Linked DNA regions of Pan troglodytes: region 1 is linked to region 2. The links are chromatin contacts, called in public HiChIP or PLAC-seq maps. All regions are on one chromosome and are shown on one strand. The core of a region is the stretch at or near the end of the contact, and the rest is flanking DNA. Distances in the headings are between cores, read along the strand shown.

Evidence for each region. HiChIP or PLAC-seq counts read pairs in DNA pulled down with a chosen protein or histone mark.
Region 1: an H3K4me3 HiChIP or PLAC-seq map of stem cell-derived excitatory neurons shows a contact between it and region 2, with 4 times the contacts expected there. The contact joins the promoter of BLCAP here to the promoter of MANBAL in region 2. A contact is called at or near these places in 2 of 7 Hi-C or Micro-C datasets (blood and induced pluripotent stem cells) and 1 of 1 datasets of contacts at active chromatin or transcription factors (stem cell-derived excitatory neurons).

What each region holds. Positions count from the first base shown.
Region 1 is chr21:43,762,570-43,769,606 of NHGRI_mPanTro3-v2.0_pri, forward strand. It overlaps BLCAP (BLCAP apoptosis inducing factor), which reads right to left and starts at 3,497. Exons shown (of 2, transcript XM_530289.9): 1 at 3,387-3,497. LOC107970015 (peptidyl-prolyl cis-trans isomerase A-like) reads left to right here and starts at 3,761. Exons shown (of 1, transcript XM_054674768.2): 1 at 3,761-7,019. The coding sequence starts at 5,634. The coding sequence ends at 6,131.
Region 2 is chr21:43,523,457-43,530,413 of NHGRI_mPanTro3-v2.0_pri, forward strand. MANBAL (mannosidase beta like) reads left to right here and starts at 4,184. Exons shown (of 4, transcript XM_016937891.4): 1 at 4,184-4,351.

The DNA of each region.
Region 1 (7,037 bases), core at 2,247-4,746, 240 kb after region 2:
CACGTCAGGGTGGGCAGTGCTCGGCCTCGGACTTGTCTTCCTCTCCCACTCCCCAGTGAGTCAGGGCTCTTTCTACACGGGGTCAGCTGACTGTCTCACCAAATGGCCCTGCCGCCTGTTCAGCCTTGTCTCTGGCTTTATGTGTCCCTGTCACTACACACCTGTTGCTGGGTCAACACCAAGGGAGGGAGTTGGAGGGCCATAAATCTCTCTTCCTGCCACTTCTTCGAATCCCTTAGTCACAGCTGTCACAAATACTTCTGGAGCACAAAGTACCTTGCCCCCTTAAGCCTGATCATGTTTCCCTCCCCTAAGCAAGCCCTTAAGTTTCTTAGCCCAGTCACCAGCACCTCTAAAGGCATCTAAAACTTCATTCGGTATCAGAGAATTATAGGGGTGGGGAGGTGCAGATCCCGGTTCTGGTCTTGACTTTGCCATCAATCAGCCTAGGGAACCTGGACATGTCACCTTGTACCCTTCATCTCCAGTTTCCCTCTCGAAGAGGGCCTCTGAGATGCCAGTGAACCCTAACACGCTAGAAACTGCCATCGCAGTGGCAATCAGGACTCATCAGGACTTGAAGAGGATGTGCAATCTGAGATTTCATCTTTCTTAGGCTGGGTGGCTATAGCTGCTACCATAGCCTGAAGGTGAGGCAGGTCTCCTCTCGCCCCAGTGTGACTCATTAGCAGGCAATGCCCACACCTCCTCCCTTCTGAACCCCGTATCTTGGCAGGCCTCAAAACTGGGAGTTTCTGTGGTTTTCCACACTAAACCCACAGAATCATGAACATACCAACATGTGTTCTCCATGAAGGCTGACCCTCCCTTCGGAGCTTTTGAGGGGTATGCCCATAGCCCCACTGCCCTTCTTGATGCTCTAACCTCAGCCCAAGTGACAAGGTAGCAGATTTCAGGGAGGTAGGCCAAAGCAGCATGGTAAGAGCTGGCTGCTCTGGACACAGCACCTCCTGTGCCCCCACTTAGAAGACAAGAGGCTCCTGGTAGCCCCAGAGCTTTCCATATCATCTTGGCAAAGCCCTTTTCCTCCATCCGTCCATCAGCAGGGCTGTGAGTGTGGCAAGGTGAGATGACAGATTTCCAGGCAAGGGCTGCCCTGGTGGCCTGCACCTGCACGTGTGGGCTTCAATGTGCAATGTCCACTCCCCATTTGCATCCTCCACCCACAAAACCTCATGTTCTGGCAGCAAACTTAACCCACCAGAGAAGACAGTGCATTCACTTTCCATCCAGTGCAATGCCATGCAATGCCTAGATGGTCCAAACACACCTTGTTTATAAAATTTTTTCCACAAACTATACCATTAAACATTTTATTCTGATAGAGAGCAATGCGAAGAATTGAAAATGACTAGTGTTTTACTGCACAGCCCTTAGTCACAGTGCTGAATGTCCCCTTTGCCTAAACCATCATTGCTCCCAGAAGACTTTGCCCCCACAAGGCCAAGGACAGAGCAGATCGGTTGGGAAGGAATTGGGAATAGCGCTGTGGGACTCCAGCAACAGGTGAGAGACCCTTGAGACTAATACTCCAGGATGTTAGTTTCTTAGCCTAACGAACTGAAGTTAAGTCCAGAGGTGTTTAGGTACCCTGACTTTTAGGGGTGCAGGGTGCTATGTGACACTGTTACCTTTATCTGTGGAATATTTGAATTGTCACTGAAGGAAGGGATGTCTGCTGTCAGGGAAGGGCAGGGGCAAGTTCCTTGAGCTTGGGCAACGGATTACTGTTGGATCGGGGAGCAGGTTTGCTGTGAGCCATTTACTAGATATCTATTTTGAAATGTGTATCTCCTCAGGAGCCAACACCCCAAAGGGAGATTCTGAATTTGCAGTTAACTTCCCCCCCCCACCGCCCCCACCCCCCCTCAGAGATTTAAACGTGTGCACTCATGCACATACACAAAACACTAGTCAAACAACTATCTCTTTTCCCCCAGTAACCTCTGACTTCCTCTATATGCCCCAGAGACACGTTGTCACCATCTTCCCTGGGAGTGATCCTGTTTATCCTCCCCTCCCCGACTTGCCCTCCCACAGGGCCCATGCATGCCCCAGCAGGATCCAGATTCCTGAGCATTTCCAGAGCAGGAAGTCAGAGAGGCAGGCAACGCGTGGTTCTTGGTATATCGCACAGGGACAGGCTTGAAATGGAGTGCATGTGTTTCAAAGATAGGAGAACAACAACAAAAAAAGACAGCCTAACCCAGATTCCTCCTTGAAACAACATATTACAGATTGAAGGTTAAACTGTTTTTGGCAGCAACTCTAACAAGACTAATTTCAGGTATGGAATTGACCTGGTCACTGGAAACCGACCAGGCTTCCCGTGATCAAATCTTTTAACAGATTTGCTTGACATTAATTAGTCTCTGATTTAAAACAAACAAGCAAACAAGATCTAACACTTGGCATTAGCACTTAAGCTGGAACTTTTTTTTGGTCCCAGCTTTGGTGTTGCCGTCCAGAAGGCTGACGGGATGACTGGACCATGTCAGGCAGGGCAGAGAAGCCGTCCCCAACACACCAGTTCCCTGAAAGGGATAGACGATCCAAACCTATAAACAGAAAGGCTGTTTCTTTCCGAGGACAGACCCCAATCTCCCAACATTCGGCGATGAAATGGGACACGGAGGCCTGGAAGGAAACTAAAGGAGATTTGGAAAGGGGAAGGAAAAAACAACTGTCCCCCATCCCCCATGCTTCCTTTCCAGGCCATTAGTGCGCCAGGCATTCCGTTCCTTCAGCTGCCCTTGAGGGCCACTCCCCACGTCTATAGAAGGAAAGGGAAGGGATGTCCACCCTTGATGTAAAGTTGGAGGGAGTAAGAAGCGCCCGCGACTCTTAGCAGAGCGTCAGCCTATCACCCCAGACACCGAAGCGGAGCCTCAGGAGACCCTCTCTCCCCTCCCCCCCACGTCCCCCCACCTCCCCCCCCACAAAAAAGCAACTAAAGCAACGCAACTAAACTGATGGGGACAGAGTGACAGGCCTCTCACAAGCTGGGCACCCTGCCGTGGAACCCGGGGCCGCAGAGATGGTGGTCGCGCTCCCAGCCCCGTGCCCCCGGCTCTGCCTGTCTCATCCTGCAAGGGCGCTGACCTTGGACAAGGCCAGAGCCAGCACCCAGGAGTACTATGACCCACCTCCGGGCTGGGAAGGGACCCCCCAAGGCCCAGGCTAGGTCCAATCACGGCAATCACCTGAAGCCGGACAGGGGCGCCCTGCCTTCCCGGGGTATGCGGAAGGAAAACCCCAGTGACGGGGACCCGGCGACGCCTAAGGTGACCCAGAAGGGACAATATGGCGGCGCGGCCGCATGGAGGGCCTCTCATCCCGCCCCAAGCAGGTTGACGCCACGGTACCTGCAAGCCCTGCCATGGCGCCGCCGCCACTGTCGCCGTCTGCCGCAGCCTGCCTCCACCTCAGCTCGCCACCGACGCCGCAGGAAGCCAGGGAGACGCCCCCTTAGTCTTCTAGTCGAGCCGGCCGAGGACCCATCCTGGGATCGGGCTGTCTACCGCAAACGCCTGATCACACGGCCCGAACAGGGGGCTCACCCTCGCCCCATTTCCCGTAAATATCCGCCACAGACCACCTTTGAGGACTTTGTGCGCACTTTTACAAAACTCTGGGAGCCCCGAGGTCCTCAAGCCCGAATAATTTTTATCAGGCGCAGTGTGGACATCCCCGAAGCGCGGCCGGGTGTCCTTATGCATATGCAGCAGATTGTGATCCTTACTCCGTGAGCGCGGGGCGGGCCGGGTTGTGTTCCTGTTGGTGAACCCGCTTCGTTCTTGCCCGCGTGGATGGTCCGTGGACTCCGGGAAAACCTTCTCGTGGCTCAAAGTCCACCCCCTCCCTAGCGTTTCATCATGCAGCCAAGGCTCAGGAGCTGAAAGGTCCGGGCTCAGAACTTGGGACTGCCTTGGGTCAGGCCTCGGCTCCCCCACTTGCCCCGTACCTTGGGCCAGCGAGCCCCTCGCCCACCCCGACCCGGCTTCTGTTGAAATGCCCACCTTAGGGCTTTTATGAGGCTTGAATGAGTCCGTGTAGTCATTTATTAGCTAATTAAGCATATTCCTTGGGCGCTTACTGTACCCAAGCGCAGTGCTAAGGGCAGGTAGAGTCGGTAACCTGGGTGTGTCCCTGACCTCAAGGCGCTGCCAGTCTAATGGCGGGTAGGCGGGGAGACAGTCATATAATCACTGTATATTAGTGACTTTAATCAATACGTGATTACACATCATGGGAAGTGCTGTGAGAAGAAGTAGAGAGTGTTAGGAGAAATTAATGGAGTACTAATGTAGGGAAAGGGTGGAACCTCCTTGGGAAGATGGCATTTAGGTTGAGAAACAAAGGGCGATTAGGGTAAGAGTGAGAGGGGAAATGTTCTAGGCAGAAAGAACATTTGTCCCAGATCTGGAGCTGGGAAGCGGCAGAGTTGGGGTGAGGTGAGCACAGAAGAAAACAGGTCAGCTACATACTGAATTTGGCTTTTCTCTTGAGAGTCAGGGGAAGCCATTTTCATCAGGAAAAGGATAGCAAATTTGGATTTCTGAAAGGCCACCCAGGCCGCATGGCTTGGAAAGCACTCAGGAGTGGGTGTAGGCAGACCAGTTAGAAGGTGGTTGCAGCTTTCCAGACAAAAGCCAATGCTGACTCAGACAGGGCGGTGGCTTGGGGAGGTGAAGGGAAGGGTGGAAGATTGGACGTGGGTGGATGTGGAGGCATTGGCAATAACTCCTCGCTAGGTTTTAGCCTTGAGTAAATGAAAGGGTAAAAGATTCCTTGACCAAGACAATAAAGCCTGAAGGAGGAACGGACTGAGGGGGAAGATCAAGTTCGGCTTTGAGAAGTTAAGTTTGAAATGTCGGGGCAACATGCAGGCAGAGAGGGTGAGTAGGCAGGTTTATGTGACACAGGAGCTGCGAACGGAGGCTGGGGCAGGAGATACATATCTGGGGGCCATCAATACAAAGGTCATGGTGCTGGGTGAGAACGCAAGTGAAAGAAGGTGGAGAGAAAAGAAGAGGAGGATCCAGGAAAGGAGACTAAGAAGCAGTGGCCAGTGGGGTAGAAAGAGGACCAAGTGAGTGTGGGTCCTAGAGAGGAGGTTTCAGGAAGGAGGGAGTGCTCAGTGGGGCTGATGCTGTAGAGAACAGAAATGGAGCCGTTGGGGTTTGGGAATAAAGAAGGTTGGTGGACTGTATCTTTTATGTTGCAAGTTAAACACACAACTACATCAGGTGGCTTAAAAAAATAAGTAGCCTGCCACTCAGTGGCTAGGCAGTGTCATCAAGGACTGAGGTTCATTTTATCTTCTGTCCTTGTGCTGGTTTATGCTCATGGCCACAAGATGGCTATCCAGTTCCTGAGGTCACATCCAAAGCAAGGAGATGTCCATTTCTCCTCCAGCTGAGACTCAAAACAGGCCTGAATGTGGCCTCCCACCATCCTGCTGCTTACAGGCTAAAGGATCAATGCATCCATGGCAGCCACACCCAGTATCCAACACTGAATGACAAGAGGAGTCTTGTAGTGGAAGCTCTTGTTTAGAAAAAGAGAGAGCTGGCTTTGCAGATGCCGCTGGGATCCCCATACTATCAGCCATGGTCAGCCCCACCTTGTTCTTTGACATCACTGTCGATGACACGCCCTTAGGCCCCTACTCCTTCGAGCTATTTGCAGACAAGATTCCAAAGACAGCAGAAAACTTTCGTGCTGTGAGCACTGGAGAGAAAGGATTTGGTTATAAGGTTTCCTGCTTTCACAGAATTATTCCAGGATTTATATGTCAGGGTGGTGACTTCACATGCCATAATGGCACTGGTGGCAAGTCCATCTGTGGGGAGAAATCTGATGATGAGAACTTCATCCTAAAGCATACAGGTCCTGGCATCTTGTCCGTGGTAAATGCTGGACCCAACACAAACGGTTCCCAGTTTGTCATCTGCACTGCCAAGACTGAGTGGTTGGATGGCAAGCATGTAGTCTTTGGCAAGGTGAAAGAAGGCATGAAGATCGTGGAGGCCATGGAGCGCTTTGGGTCCAGGAATGGCAAGACCAGCAAGAAGATCACCACTGCTGACTGTAGACAACTCCAATAAGTTTGACTTGTGTTTTGTCTTCACCACCAGACCATTCCTTCTGTAGCTCAGGAGAGCACCCTTCCACCCCATTTGCTCCCAGTATCCTAGAATCTTTGTGCTCTCGCTGCAGTTCCCTTTGGGTTTCATGTTTTCCTTGTTCCCTTCCATGCCCAGGTGGATTGCAGAGTTTATGATTATGAAATAAAAACTAACAAAAAAAGAAAAAGAGAGCTGAATGTTGAGAGGCTGTGGAGCAACAAATTCTTGCACTGCTGACGGCAGAGGAAATTGGTACAGCCACTTTGGAAAACCAGTATCTACAAAATCTAAACATACACCTATGCTGTGATCTAGAATTTCCACTCCTAGGTATGTACCCGAGAGAAATGAGTGCCTATGTTTACATGGAGACTTGTGCAAGAATGTTCATAGCAGACTTATTCATAGCTCAAATTGGAAATAGTTCAATGTCCATCACCGGAGAATGGATAAATTGTGGCATATTCATGCAATGGAATACTGTGTTTTACATATAAAAGAACAAACTACTGTTACATGTAATAGCACCAGTTAATCTCACATATAGTATGTGGACTAAAAGAAGCTAGATACAAAACAGTACATACCATATGAATCCATTCATATAAAGCTCAACTAATCTATAGGGTTAGAAATCAAAATGGTAGTTACCTGGGTCAGGTCAGGAGTAGGGATGGGAAAGGAGCAAGAAGAGCTTTTCTGGGGTGCTGGAAGGATTATATCTTCTTCTGGCTGGTGATTATGTAAGTGAAAATTCATCAAGTAAAAATTCACCATAAGACTAGGGGACTTCGGGAGGCAGAGGCTGCAGTGAGCCAAGATCGTGCCACTGCTTTCCAGTCTGGGCGACAGAATGAGACCCTGTTTCGGGGGAAAGAAAAAGAA
Region 2 (6,957 bases), core at 2,934-5,433:
AAAATATGAAAATTAGCTGGGTGTGGTGGCACATGCCTGTGGTGCCAGCTACTCAGGAGGCTGAGGTGGAAGGATTGCTTGAGCTGGGGAGGTGAAGGTTGCAGTGAGCTGAGATCATGCCACTGCACTCCAGCCTGGGAGACAGAATGAGACCTTGTCTCAAAAAAAACCAAAAACCAAAAAACAAAAAAAAAAAAAAAAAAAAAAAAAGAGAGAAAGAAAGAAAGAAGGAAGGGAGGGAGGGAGGGAGGCAGGATGGGTGGTATTGGGGCTGAGCCCTACGGAAAGAGAATGAGCCTGTCTTGTGGAGAGCCAGAAGACAGCATTCTAGACAGAGAGACCGACAAAGGCAATGGCTTGAAGGTGGAAAAGCAAATCTCGTACCTCTACTTTCCCTTTTCCACATCCAAATCCAGCCCATCATTTGGGACCCACATCGAGCTGCCTCCCTCACGAGGCCTTCCTAGATACTTCAGTGCCTGCTGATCCTGCCCCTCTTCCTAGAGCTTTCATGTGTGTACACTCATCTGACATGCACAGGTCGGCTGGGTAGTGCAAAGGTTATGCATGCAGACTCTGCAAGGCCTTAGGGAAGCTGCTTAACTTTTCCAGCCTTAGGTTTCTTCACCTGTAATGCCTACTTTATAGGGTGCTGGGGGAGAATATTGATATGTGTAAAGTGCTTGGCACCTTTACACATATGAATATGCAATAAACAGCAGCTACAATTAATACAAAACTGGCTCACTCAGTCAAGTGTGACTCTAAGAAAATATTTTTCAGAGAAGATGCTACGGCTTTTTTGGCTTTTTCTTCTTCATTGTGCAATCACTGTGCCTTGCATAGATATTAGGCATAGAAATAAGCCTGCCACAAAGCTCTCCTCCGTGCTGTGGTGCTCATGGAGCCTTGCAGGGCACAGAGACAGCAAAACTCAGCTGGAGGCCTCTAAGAGCTTCTAGAGAGTGAGCAAGTAGCTGTGCCTGTCATTGTGCCTGCAGCAGTCACTCGGGCGATCTTTTACATTTGGATACAGAGAGTAACAGGTTTCAAAGCACCTGCACACCTGGATTAGTATGCTGGGGCTGCTCTAACAAAGGACCACAAACTGAATGGTTTAAACAACAGATATTTACTTTTTCCCAGTTCTAGGGGCTAGGAATCTGAAATCAAAGCGTCAGTGGCACCTTGTGAGGGCTGTGAGGAGCCTGTCCCATGCCTCTTGACTAGCTTCTGGTGGCCTGCTGGCAATCTGTGGTGTTCCTTGGCTGTAGAGGCATCGTCCTGCTATCTGCCTTCATCTTCACATGACGTTCTCTCTATGTGTGCATCTGTGTCCACGTTCCCCCTCATTTAAAATAAACTATTTCCTTTTTTAGAGACAGGGTCTTGCTCTACCACCCAGGCTGGAGTGCAGAGGTGCGATCATAACTCACTTCAGCCTCCAACTCCTGAGCTCAAGCGATCCTCTCATCTCAGCCTCCTAAAGTGCTGGGACTACAGGCAAGAGCCATCGCGCCCTGTCAAAATTTCCCCTTTTTATAAGTACAGCAGTCATACTGGATTAGGGACTACCCTAACACTCTCATTTTAACTTGATTACCTTTGTAAAGCTCCTATCTCCAAATAAGATCCCATTGCGAGGTACTGGGGGTTACGGCTCAAACACAGCTTTTTGGAGGGACACAATTCAACCCAGAAAACACTCTCCTCACTCACACCCTGCAGTGTGTCTCTCCAGGGCAAGTAGTAAGTCCTGTCCTAAACATCTGCACCCTGCAGGCCTCAGTGTCACCCCCTCAGCTATTCTTAGGCTCCAAGCCGTTTCTCACTACCCAGCCTTTCCACCACCCATCGTGCTTTTTCCTCCTTCTCTTTGCCTGGCAAAGTCCTCCTCATTCTTCATTTCTTTTTTTGAGATGGAGTATTGCTTTGTTGCCCAGGCTGGAATGCAGTGGTGCGACCTCGGCTCACTGCAACCTCTGCCTCCTAGGTTCAAGCAATTGTCCTGCCTCAGCCTCTCGAGTAGCTGAGACTACAGGTGCACACCACCATGCCTGGCTAATTTTTTGGGTATTTTTTGTAGAGACGGGGTTTCGCCATGTTGCCCAGGCTGATCTCAAACTCCTGGGCTCAAGCAATCTGTCCACCTTAGCTTCCCAAAGTGCTGGGATTATAGACGTGAGCCACCACTCTTCATTTCTTACCAGAAATGTGATCTCATGGACGTCTTCCCTCATCACCTCTCTTTTGATTGTATCTCCCATGTTATTGCTTCTCTCATGGCTCCCCCTTCTTCCTTCCCAACACATCTCATGGTTTTTAAGTGTACATTTATCTGTGTGATTGATTAGTGGGGGTGACAGACATTGACCCCTAGTCTGTGCAGTCAGGGTAGGATCCCACCTACTCACCATTGTCTTCCCAGTTTCATAGTGCATGATCCACAGTAGAAACTCCATAAATATTTGTTAAATGAATAAATTATGCATTTTGGGTCCCCCATGCCACCTCACATAGTATGGGATTAGTGAATGTTGAGTGTATTATTTGTCTTCTAAGAGACTGAATTCCTTTAGGGCAAGATAGGTCTCTCTCTCTCTTTTTTTTTTTTTTTTTTGGAGTCTCTGGTATCTAACCTCTGTTCCTTGATCCTCTATGTATGTTATCTAGGCTGCATAACCAATTATCCTAAAACTTAGGAGCTTAAAACAATAACATTTAGTACTTCACAATTTCTGTGAGGCAGGCATTCAAGTGGCATTGCAAAGTATTTCTGGCTCAAGGTTGCTCTTGAGTTTACATTGAAGATTTTGGCCAGGCCACAGTCATTTGAAAGCTTGACTAGGACTGCTGGAGCCACTTGGCTCATACACATGGCTGGCAAGTTGGAGCTGGTTGTTGGCAGGCAGCTCAGTTACTCCCCATGCGAGCCTCTCCATAGGACTGCTTGAGTGTCCTCACAACATGGATTCCCCATGAGCAATCAAGACAGAGAAAGAGGAAGTTGCAATGTCTTTTATGACTTTATCTTGGAACTCGTGCTCCAAGATTTCCGCAATATCCTATGGGTTATACAGGTCAGTCTTATTCTTGGTGGGAGGTGACTACAGAGGGGTATGGATATCAGGAGCCAAGAATCGTCAGGGTTTATGGTGGAGGCTGGTTATCACACTCTCATCTAGGTTTCTTTTTCTCCGACTACTTGCCCCCCACCCCTTCTTAATCATGGAACACTGTTCTTTGCCTTCAAAAAACTTATCCTGTTATATGATTACACATTCATTTAATTAGTCTGTCTCCCTCCAACGGACTGTAAGCACCACAAGGGCAGAGACTGTATGTGTCTGCTTTAGCACTGTGTCCTCAGTTACCAGGACAAAGCATAGAGTACGCGCTCAGTGAATGCTTTTTGAATGAATTATAATGATTTGTTTCTGTCTGAATTACAAGAGGTGTTTCTGTTTGTCTCCTCTCTGCATTGTAGGCTCCTAGCTCAGGACCTGGCATAAAATTAAGGAAATGAACGTGAGAAACACTTTTGAAATAGTGACAACACATCCAGATGAACATTTTGCAGGACAGCTACATACCCGTTTTAGCTCACCAGCTACCAGTTGTGACTGTGCTCTGCTCTGGGAGATGGCTTAGCTTTGCATAGGACAAAATTCTAATCTAGTTTCGCGCAGTTCTTACGAATTTGTTACAATGAGACGGGCCAAGCTATACAGCCCATTGCGATGAATAACTTCTTCTTCTTTTTTTTTTTTTTTTGAGGAAGAGTCTCATTCTGTCGCCCAGGCTGGAGTGCAGTGGCGCGATCTCGGCTCACTGCAACTTTTGCCTCCCGGGATTCAAGAGATTCTCTTGCCTCAGCCTCCCAAGCAGCTGGGATTACAGGCGCCCGCCACCACGCCCGGCTAATTTTTGTATTTTTGGTAGAGACGGGGTTTCACCATGTTGACCAGGCTGGTCTCGAACTCCTGACTTCAAGTGATCCGTCCGCCTCGGCCTCCCAAAGTGCTGGGATTACAGGCGTGAGCCACCGTGCCCAGCCCCGAGAAGTAACTTCTTTTGTTTTCTTTTTAATTAAACAAAAATGTTGCTGAAACGAGCTGAGTGATATAGGAGCTTAAAGAATTGACAAGCTCTAGATTTCATTTCCCCAAACCTCTTTGTCCAGCTCGAACCCACAGAACAGGGACAAAAGTCGACAAAACCCAGCGGTGCCTCACCCAGAAACCTGGCAACGTGGGCGGAACAGAGCCGGTTGGTTGCTCAGTGCGCGTCACTTCCGGGACTCAGGGTCGCAGGGAACTACTTCCGGGGGAGCGGCGCGGCGGCGCGGGAGGTGAGTGCCGCACCTTTGCGGCGGGGCGGGAACCGAGAGAGAGGCGTCCTCGGTGCGGTGGCCTGGCTTTCCCGGCCGGCCTGTCTCCAGCGGCGCCGCTTGGTGGGCCCGGCTGTCGCTCCGCTCAGGGCCTGAATACGTTCCCTCGGCGGTTGTTCGAAAGTTACTTCCGGAGGGGAATTTGAGCCCCCCGGGAGGCGGAGGGCCTCGCCTGGGGCAGCCCTGCGCTTTCGTGCGGAGGCTGGGCCAGAACCCAGGGCTCCTCATGGCCTGGTCCGTGCCTTTCCTCCCACAGGTGGAGCAGTAGGAGAACCCTGAGCTCCAGAGTGAATCTGGCCAGGGTTCGAATCCGTATGGCTCTGTTACCGTGGGCAAGTCACGGTTCCTCTCTGGCCCTCAGTTTCGTCTTCTAAAATGGACATACACGCTTGTACTGCGAGGTACCGAGGTGGTGAATGTAAAGCCCTTAGTAGGTGCACAGTCCATGTTTGTTGTACGAATTCTAAGAGAAGCGAGAAATGAATATGAGAAACATTTTTAAAATGGTGACAACACATTTAGATTAATAATTATATTTTGCAGGGCATCTGCACACCAGTTTCAGCCCACCGGCTACCAGTGTGACTTTGCCCAGAGAGGTGGCTTAGCTTTGCATTCTAATCTAGTTTTGCGTGGTTCTTAGGAATTTGTTTTAATGGGCCGGGCCAGGCTGTACAACCCATTGCCATAAAGCGGTAACTTCTTTTTCTTTCCTTTTTTTTTTTTTTTTAAAGCCATTCTATTTATTTATTTAGAGACGGAGTCTCTCTCTCGTCCACGCTGAAGGGCAGTGGCGGGATCTTGGCTCACTGCAACCTCCGCTTCTTGGGTTCAAGCGATTCTCCTGCCTCAGCTTTTCGAGTAGCTGGGATTACAGACGTGTGCCACCACGCCCGGCTAATTTTTGTATCTTTAGTAGAGACAGGGTTTCACCATGTTGGCCAGGCTGGTCTCAAACTCCCGACCTCAGGTGATCCACCCGCCTCGGCCTCCCAGAGTGTTGGGATTATAGGCGGGAGCCACCACACCCGGCTTTTTTTTCTTTTTAATTAAAAAGAAGTTGAAATAGAGATGGAGTCTCACTATGTTTTCCTTCCTGGTCTTGAACTCCTGGAGGCAAGATATCCTTCCTCCTGGACCTCCCAAAGTGTTTGGGATTACTGGCATGAGCCACTGTGCCCGGCCTAAAACAGTAACTTCTGACACTGGTTTCTATTCCCCAGTCTGTTTTCAGTTGAATTTTCACGACAGAATTTAAAGTTACTTCGTTAGAAGCCAAGAATGGCCTACCAGCACAGTACACAACATTGGGAGATGAAGGCCTGTGGCAGTCGTGAAATCTGAGTTTTTCAGTCTTAAGATTTAGTATTTGCTAAGTCTTGAGAGCTATACTTGTCTCAGTGGTTATTTATTTATTTGTTTTGAAATGTTGACCCATTCTTTTTTTCCCCAATAACCTTTTTGTTTTAGAATAATTTTAGATTTACAAAGTTATCGCAAAGATACTTCAGTGAGTGCCCATATAGCCCACGTTTCCCCTATTACTAATATCTGAAATGTTGTCACAATTACTGAACCAATATTGATACATTATTATTAACTCTAATCTGTACTTTATTCACATTTCCTTAGTTTTTCCCTAATGTCCTTTTTCTGTCCTGGTATTATCCAGGGCACCCTATTACATTTAGTCATCATATCTCTTGAGGCTCATCATCTCTGTGATCGTTTCTCAGACTTTCCTTGTTTTAGATGAACTTGAGGGTTTTGAAGATAGTACTGACTGGTCAGATATTTTGCAGAAGGACCTTTAATTAGGATTTGCCTGTTTTTGACATGAGTAAGATCAGGGTAATGGGTTTTTGGGGAGGAGGACCACTGATAGGGTTCAGCTGTGTCCCCACCCAAATCTCATCTTGAATTGTAGCTCCCATAATCCCCCCATGTTGTGGGAGGGTCCTGGTGGGAGACAATTGAATCATGGGGGTGGGTCTTTCCCATGCTATTCTCCTGATAGTGAATAAGTCTCAGGAGATCTGATGGTTTTATAAAGGGCAGTTCCCCTGCACACACTCTCTTGCCTGCTGTCACATAAGACATGCCCTTGCCTCCCCTTTGCCTTTTGCCGTGATTGTGAGGCCTACCCACCCATGTGGAACCGTGAGTCCATTAAACCTCTTTTTCTTTATTAATTACCCAGTCTTGGGTATTTCTTCAAAGTGGTATGAAAATGGACTAATCCAACCACAGAAGTAAAGTGCTATTCTCATCACATCATATCAAGGGTACATACTATCGATATGAGTTATCATTGTTGACATCTGTTAGCTTGGGCCACCTGGCTTGAGGTAGTAGTCAGGCTTTTCCAGTGTAGAGTTACTTTTCCTCCTGCACTTTCCGCACTGTACTTTTGGAGAAAGTCATTATGTACAGCACACATTTAAGAAGTGTGGAATTATGCCTCATGCTTAAAGGCAGAGTATATAATGCAAATTATTTGGAGTTCTCTGTGGGAAATTTGTCTGTTCCTCTATTTTTTGCTTACAGAGTCATATATTTGTATCGGT